3 separate regions of the Zea mays genome follow, and regions 2 and 3 are each linked to region 1. Evidence: chromatin contacts called from public Hi-C data. All regions are on one chromosome and are shown on one strand. Each heading gives the region's core, a stretch centred on a gene start, on an enhancer-like site or on the middle of the called end of the contact. The rest is flanking DNA. Distances are from core to core; before and after follow the strand shown.

What was found. Hi-C and Micro-C count contacts between places; a contact is called where the count stands out from the background.
Region 2: a contact with region 1 is called in a Hi-C map of tassel, with 2.2 times the contacts expected there. The contact joins the promoter of LOC100273996 here to the promoter of LOC103643292 in region 1. A contact is called at or near these places in 3 of 25 Hi-C or Micro-C datasets (bundle sheath, ear and tassel).
Region 3: a contact with region 1 is called in a Hi-C map of tassel, with 5 times the contacts expected there. The contact joins the promoter of LOC103643294 here to the promoter of LOC103643292 in region 1. A contact is called at or near these places in 5 of 25 Hi-C or Micro-C datasets (ear, endosperm, leaf and 1 more).

What each region holds. Positions count from the first base shown.
Region 1 is chr1:219,882,527-219,885,371 of Zm-B73-REFERENCE-NAM-5.0, forward strand. LOC103643292 reads left to right here and starts at 1,407. Exons shown (of 2, transcript XM_008666447.3): 1 at 1,407-2,288. The coding sequence starts at 1,482.
Region 2 is chr1:219,725,895-219,728,594 of Zm-B73-REFERENCE-NAM-5.0, forward strand. It overlaps LOC100273996, which reads left to right and starts at 1,302. Exons shown (of 11, transcript NM_001148382.1): 1 at 1,302-1,449; 2 at 1,558-1,702; 3 at 1,810-1,920; 4 at 2,012-2,072; 5 at 2,157-2,275; 6 at 2,602-2,687. The coding sequence starts at 1,412.
Region 3 is chr1:220,083,996-220,086,909 of Zm-B73-REFERENCE-NAM-5.0, forward strand. LOC103643294 (putative 1-phosphatidylinositol-3-phosphate 5-kinase FAB1C) reads left to right here and starts at 1,275. Exons shown (of 11, transcript XM_008666449.3): 1 at 1,275-2,060; 2 at 2,443-2,914. The coding sequence starts at 1,822.

The DNA.
Region 1 (2,845 bases), core at 157-2,656:
CCCACTTGACCAATCTTTGCCGAGTGCCTCTCGATCAAACACTCGGCAAAATTGGCCTCTTTGCCGAGTGCCACAGAAGGTACTCGGCAAAGGATCCGTCACCGTCACTTGGCGCCGTGACGGTGACAGATCCTTAACCCTAAACCCTAAACCCCATTTTCCTAAGGTATTTTCATTTTTCCAAGGGAAAATAGAAAACTTTTGGAAAAATAAAGCTCCCAAACTAGTACAAACTGTATTATTAAACATGATCAAAGTATAGCACTGTTGGGTGGAGAGAGTTAAAGGCTGCAAGATCACATTTATCGGCAGCCGGCACCTACACACATACAGTATTAAATACGGACGGATGGGTAGGGTCCAGACGTCGTCGTCCACTTGGCCAATTGATCCCCTGTACGTATGATGTTACACGTACGTCAGCTGTGACTCGTCGAGTCGATCGGTGCAATATGCATGGACATGCCGCCAGCGTGTCGGTTTCTAGATTTGGCGTCGCTAGATGTGCACTGTAGTAGTTGAGATCTGATTAGTCAGCGCTATAGGACTTGATATGATCATATGTACAGCTTGATACTAGTACCTAGTTCTAGTTGTTGCACGCACCCTTCGAACTTGCTGACTTTCACATGCATGCGCGCACCGTTAAACAATGTACGAATAGCAAGCATATATTGGACTGTGTGAATGTGTACCGTACCGATTAAGCTCTATTCTCTTAAGCTGAAGCGTACTAGGCAATAATAGCAAGCATTGGACTGTTGGAAAATGTGGCATGTTATTGTTGAACAAGATTAACAATGTAAAACGTAATCACCGTACAACTAAATTTTTTTTATAAATTATTCATTTTTATGACGCAGCACAATAATTTTTTTTTAGTGAAGCGCACATAGTCGATGTAAGCATCACAATAAAAAAGTAGACGCACGATCAATACAAATCGGACCGATCAATCCATGACCAACCAATCCAACCGGTCACAATTAGGATCTACGGATGGCTCGCCGTTTTGGCCGAACGCGCGCGCGCGAGCACAGCAGCAGCCAACGAACTCTGATCGCTCACCCCGGCGCGCGATTCTTTCCCTCTGCTTCCATCATCCATCCATCCGTGTCGGCCTGTAGACGCCAACCTGCCTGCCCGCTCTAGAAAAGGTCACATGCGTATGGCCGACAAAAGATCGCCCTCCGACCCTCACATGGCCTTGCAAAAAAATTTCCGCCCCGGACACTGTTTGTCTAGCTTGTCCCCACTGCATGTTTATCGATCGCGAACGCAATAATTCGCAATCCCCCCACGTTGGAACATGCCACGTTTACCCAACCGCACCCATCGCTATATACACTACTCCCTATTTATTTTTATTTATCGTGTTTTAATTCGAAACTTATAAATATTCGAAAACGGAGATTAGAATAATCGGGCTGTCAGGATTGACTTGCTCAGCTCATATATCCGTCCAGTCGTCACATATTCACATGCATGCGGTCTTTATATCTCTCTCCGCGCTGCCTCCTCGCCTCACAGAGACGTTCGCCAACGCCAAACCAATCTCGCTCGATCGCTACGTCTACGTGCAGTGCAGTGCGGGGACCGACAACAATCACCATATGGGCAACTCCATGGGCGGGAAGCGGCGGAGGGCGAGGGTGATGACGGTGGACGGCACCACGTACAAGTACCGCGCCCCCGCGGCGGCCGGGGACGCGCTGCGCGAGCACCCGGGCAAGGGCAACCACCTGCTGGAGTCGGAGGAGGTGCGGCGACTGGGCCTGCGCGCGCGGCCGCTGGACCCGGACGCGCCGCTCAAGCCCGGGAAGCTCTACTTCCTGGTGGAGCTGCCTCCGCCGTCGTCGGCCGCCCACCACCATCGCCGGGCCCGGGCGCCGCAGCGCACGTGGTCCGGCGCGCTCCACTACGGCGCCGTGGCCGGGGCCGGGGAGCGGCTGGAGAGCCTGATGCTGGCGCGGCGGTCGGCGTCCGACGTGGCGGCGTCGTCGTCCGTCGGCGACGGCGGCGCCCTGCGCCTGCGCGTGCGCCTCCCCAAGGCCGACGTCCAGCGCCTCGTCGACGACAGCCGCGACGCCGCCGACGCCGCCGAGAGGATCATGCAGCTCTGCGTCGCCCGCGACCAGCAGCGCCGCCACCGGTCCGCGCCCGCCACGCCCCTCGCCGTGCCCGTGCCCCCGGCGGTCGTCAGCGTCACCTCGACGTCCAGCTCGCGCAAAGATGATGGCTCCGGCGGTAGCAACAAGCCCGCGGCGGCAACAACCGGCAAGAAAGAGGTGCGTTGTCCGTCCGTCCACTGCAATAATGCCTTTCCTACTCATAAGAATATACCGACTTGATTTTCGCTGCTTTAACAGAGGACGTAAAAATGTCTGGGAGATCGATATAGATTAGGATCCATCCAATTAGTATATAGTCAGACATGCATGCACGAGAGAACCAGTGAATTGGGCACGCGTGGCGTGGAAGAGAAACCGACCGCCCGAAATAACAAGGCAGTATGTCAGTGGAAAAGAGCTGGCATGTCAGGCTAATTAATTAAATTAAAAATTTGGAGTACTTAACTGTCTCCCTGCCTGTCTGGTGCTGCCACGTAGCACTCCGACTCCGATCCAGGAGAGTACAACACACACCCTCCTCCTGTCCTGTAATTTATGTATCAAACAAATACCACTACTCCAGTAGTAGGAGTACTATGCAGCATGTATCCATACCACCATGCGTGCACAGTGAAATTAATGAAAAGATGCGTGTGGCGTGTGTGCATATATATGGTCCAGTAATACAAGGGTCGTTTAGGCGACGGATGCGAGCATGCATGCATGTGATGACG
Region 2 (2,700 bases), core at 52-2,551, 160 kb before region 1:
AGGATAGGGATTAAGTATTTATTTTGTTAAAACAATGTGAGTCATGAAATGTTGCATTATGTTGAGCCTAAATTATTCTTTTGTTTGATGCACATGTTTGAAAGGGTTTGAATTTGCATTTGGTTTGAATTTGATTTGGAAACCCTAGAGAAAATAAATAGAAAAGCCATTAGAAATTCCAGGAAAAAGGGAAAAACCAATTTGGCCCAACCAGCCCAGCTCGGCCCATCTAAGCCTCGCGCGCGCGTGCGCCCGCATGTCCGCCCTCCCCCTGACAGGCGGCCCCCCAAATTCTTCGATGCTAGCGCCTAAGGTTCTAAAGTTTGTTATGGATGCAGATTGCTATCCAAATGTTACAATTGCCTATCGAATTCTCTTAAACGTACCTGTGACTGTATGTTTGGCTGAAAGAAATTTCTCAAAATTGAAGTTGTTGAAGGACTATCTGAGATCAGCTATATCACTGTAAAGGTTGAATGGCTTGGCTATGTACTGTATTGAGAAGGATATCTTGGACACTATTGATTCCAATAATGATTTTGCATCAAGAAATGCTCGAAAAAGTATCTTTTTTATGAGAAGCAATGAATGTGATTAAGTTTTGTTCTTCGTTATGGTAATCATAATAGCTCCAAGATACAAATATATTATTATTTTGGTCAACTTTATTTCTCGATAATTATTTGACATGTTAAATTAAATATATCAATGTATTTGTTTTTATTTTACAAATAAAATTAGCGTATATATATATTTATATATATCATAAAATTTTTATATAGTTTAAAGAGTCTATCATGATAAGTTCACTATCTATATGTTTGGTTGTCTGCATTAGGAGACCCAGATTCTTCACATGAATTGACTATGAGTCAGCACATATTTAATTCATTGTATTTAGGATGTCAAACGCGTATGTGAGCCAGGCTGCGCACAAGCACCCATCCAATCATACGGTGTATGTGACGCTAGACGAGGGCTGAACACGCCTGACAAGAATCTTTGCAGATCACTTGCGTGACTCATCGAGACGTGGGCGGAACGATGGAACCACCAGGATGCCACGAAAAGTTAAAAGAAAAACCCTACTAGTATTGCGCCGAGCACAAAAACCCATGACCACAGGTCACGCTCACGCCGCACGGACCGGACAGACGCCCAGAAAGATAGGGCTGCCCGCTGCCCCTGCCTCTGCCATCCTTTTCCTGCAGCAGATGACACGGCCGCGGGCCCGCGGCAGAAGAGAGAGCCCAAATCATAGCCACAAAAGCCACGCACGCGGGGCGCTTGTCTTGCGCGCACGAAAACCCACATCCACCGCGGCGCCACACCGCGTGCGTCGGCTGCTTGCTGCCCCGTGTTCCTTGGCTCCCGCCGACACCGAGCGCCGACACCGAGCGCCGCCACCGCCATGGCTGCCCCGCCCCGCGCCACCGCGGTCCTCGCGTGGTGCGCTCACTCTCGCGCGTTCTCTCTCGTGCGCGAGGGGCGCGGCGGGCAACTCCGTTTCTCGCGTCGCGGCGGGCCACTGATTGCTCTGGTTCTCGTTTTGTACAGGGGTTCCGGGGAGGACGGGCAGCTTGGCATGGGCGGGAACGAGGAGAAGGACTGGGCACACTGCGTGGAGGCACTCGGTTCCTACGCCGTCACCGCCGTCGTAGCCGGTAGCCGCAACTCCCTCGCCATCTGCGAAGACGGCCGCGTGCGTCCCCTTCCCCAACCCGTTGCCTGTTGATCGTGCTTGTTCATTTCCTGGAGAGCTTCTGTTCTGACCCGATTGCTTGGGCTGGGGTTCCTTGCCGTGCGCAGCTCTTCACTTGGGGGTGGAACCAGCGCGGCACGCTCGGGCACCCGCCGAAGACCAAGACGGAGAGCTCCCCTGGCCCCGTCCACGCCCTCGCGGGGTTGAAGATCGTCCAGGTGCGCCTCAGTTCCGCTTTACCCTGCGAGGTTCATGTCCGTGTGCTGCTGACGGAAGAGGCTCTGCCTATGGTTTCCTTGGTTCATTCAGGCGGCGATTGGTGGGTGGCATTGCCTTGCAGTTGACGACAATGGGCACGCCTACGCCTGGGGTAGGGGCACTCGCTTCCCTGCGTTTTCCGTGACTGGTTTCTGGTTGCTTACTTGCTTTGATGCAATGTGCATGGATTGTGCAGGGGGAAACGAGTACGGGCAGTGCGGTGAGGAGCCTGAGAGGAAGGAGGACGGGACGAGGGCGCTCAGGAGGGACATCCCGACCCCACAGCGGTGCGCACCCAAGCTCAAAGTCCGGCAAGTGAGTGGAATTGGATTCGAGCGTTGTGCAAGTAGTGTGGAAATGTTTTTGGATTTTTTTTTTCCAATTTTGGTTCAGTGCGTTGGTTGGAAGGAATCCAACTAATTTTGGATCATGTTGTCACTTTAGCATATGCTTTGTTGCTAAGGAAGTAGTCTGATCACAAACCACATATAAGATAGTTTGTATGATGGAACCGGACAGTTGTAGTGTCTATAGCTCAAATGAATTATTCCTGTCGTGAAATGATGCGGCAACTTTTGGGTGCTGTACTCATGATTTCAGTTTGTTAGCTTTTGGCTTGCTTATTCATTTGCTAATTCTAGGTAGCTGCTGGAGGGACACATTCAGTGGTTTTGACTCAAGAAGGTCACGTTTGGACATGGGGACAGCCATGGCCTCCTGGTGATATGTATGGGGCCTTA
Region 3 (2,914 bases), core at 25-2,524, 200 kb after region 1:
TGTATGGTACACCACAGATTTTGGTTAGCAACCATGTAGTACTGCCATGCTCGCGAGAAAATCTTGGCACAATTCTTCTGCAGAAATATCTAAGTAATTTATGGTCTTTTTGATCCCCTAGGATTATAACATCATTTATAATATCTAATTATGACCTAAATAGACTAGATTACCAGGTGGATTATTATAATCAAAACATCATTTATAATAATTCCAGAATCCACCTTTGGATCTGTCTTTGTGATTATTACTATATATAGTTGGTTAAGGATAATCCGCCATAACAATACATGAATATAATATTATAGTTCGTAATCTATATCATAATAATTTTATATGCATTCACTCCATTCTAAAATGTAAAGTGCACTATGATTTCTGAAAACTTACTGAAAAAGGTATCCATTATGTTGCACATACTTAATTTTAGATATGTTTTAAAAAGAAAACCATGATTTAAGGAGAAACATTTTACTTGGGTTTAATACATGGGTACATAAAGTATTTGGATATTTTCTTAAGTTATCTCTAAAATTTTAGAATGCATTATATTACAAGACCAAGAGAGTAAAATATAGATTATAATAATAATTCAATTGTGATCCAAGCATGACTTTACTCTAAAGAGACCTGTGTCATACACAATAGTTTATTATTTGTATAAATGCTAAGATGATCTACCTATTGTGGACAAAGAGACTAAAGGTGTTTGGTTTCCCTGACTAAAGTTTAGTCTATATCACATTGGATATATTTAAATACCAAATTTTAATATTAAATATAGTATAATTATAAAATTAATTATATAGATAAAGGCTAAACTTTAGTACAATTTATTAAGCCTAATCAATCTATGATTACTAAATGTTTATTGTAGCATTATATGTGTAAACCATGGACTAATAAACTTTCATATGTTTGTCTCGTCGTTTAGTTTTCATCTTTCATCTGTAATTAGTTTTATAATAAAACTATTTAATACTTCTAACTAGCATTTAAACATTCGATGTGATATAGAACTAAAGTCTTGGTTTTTGGATGCGAACATCCCTAGCAAGTACGTAAAATAAAAAAAGAAGGATACATTCATATCATTGGGTTCCTTTTTACTCATTAATGCATATATATCTTCTAACTTTATAATTCATCAATTAGCAGCAAAACAAAATCTTTAGGCATTTACTCACCCCGTATAAATTTGTATACTACTACTAGGCATACAGCCTCATATCCATACAGTATTTATTAAATAAATTAAATTACTAATATAGCCCATTCCCATTGCGTGCCCATTGTTTTTGTCCGAAAGATACTGCTCCTCCATCACCGGCATCCCGCATTCTCGACAATTAAAACCTCCGCCCCACCCCTCCTCCCCTCTAATCCGCCCGCCATTACTTTCGCAGACGCCGCTCTTCGCTCGCTCACCGCCGCTTCCTTCCACGGGCCATTTCGTCTCCGTCGCCCATGCTCACCTCCTTCAACTCTGTGAACCCGCGATCCGACGTGTAGTGCCGCCGTACTGCGCGGCGACGGCCCACCGGCGAGGAGCCGCCGACCTATGCCCCTCGGCCAGTCCGGCATTGGCTAACCCCCAAATGCCTCCCGCCGCTAACTAGCCGCAGCCTGTACATACACAGACAGACAGACATACACACCGTACCGGAGGTTGAAGCGGAGAATCGATCCCGACGCTTCGCCGCCGCTGTCTCGTCGCCGGAGAGGAGTTTTAGCCTCAAAGGCGTGATTTTTTGCCTTGTTATTTTCTAGCTTTTTTCTTTCGTGATTTTTGGACCGTGTTCTCGCGATCGCGCCGGAGAGATGGGAGTTGTGGACTTCTCGGTGCTGGGCGCTCTGCAGAAGGTCAGATCCTTCGTCGCCGGCGCCACGCCGGCTGAAGCCGCAGACGGCCGGCTGCCCGCCACGCCGAGGTCGCGCAGCGGGGGGCCCTCCCCAGAGAACTCGCCCCCGCCCGCGGCGACGAGATCCGGAGGCAGGCGCGCCATCGCCCTGCGCCGGCAGATATCCTCGCCGGAGCTGCTCCGCTGCCGCGCTGTCAGGTACTGTGTGCTACTCCGTTTCCGTGGCTTTGGAAAAGTTGTACATACAGTACTTACGTTTCAAGTTTCCATTTTGACTTGCTGTGGAGGAAAAGGGAAAGGTGCTGTTTTTTTTCGATCTGAAGTGAACGGATTGATTATGCTTGCGTGGTGCCACCTGCTACGATCTAGCAATTAATAATAAGTTCGCTAAAAGTCTCTGCCTTTTTTAAAATTTGAGGTAGAACTTGGTCTTGAAGAAGACAGAATGAAAACTTGTGACTGGCAATTAAGTGGTTGCGGGAGCAAGTAATTCTAATGGAAGTTTGGGCTTTTCATTTTATTTTTACATTTAATTAACTATTGAGCTGAGTTTTTATTGATTTGGTTTGTACAAATGCAGGCGAGCAGATGATGAGGATGATGATGAGCCCGGGGTTCAGTTTTTCACCCATGGGAATGACTTCTTACATGACTTCTCAGATACAGAATCTGTTAGTGTTAGTACCCCTAATGATATCAACCGCTCCCTGACCCCAAGCCCCTTGGAGAGCCCGACTTGGATGGTGAAGCAGAACGACAGCTCACCAATATCCAGGAAGAATGGCCGTTTCAGCCCGGATTCTCCTGGATATGGTACAAAGGCAAGTTTAGGATCTGATGGTTCGCCGCAACAGATAAATGGTAGCGTCACTGACAGTGGTGACGGAAGCAAAACTCAGTATCCTGTTGAATTTGGTGCCAATATATGGTGCCCACCACCACCAGAAGATGAGGGCGATGATATCGAATCGAGGTTATTTGGATTCCAGGACGAGGATGATGAGGCTGGGGACTCAAGCGGGCTTCTTGTTTCTGGTAGCTTTAGTGCTAAC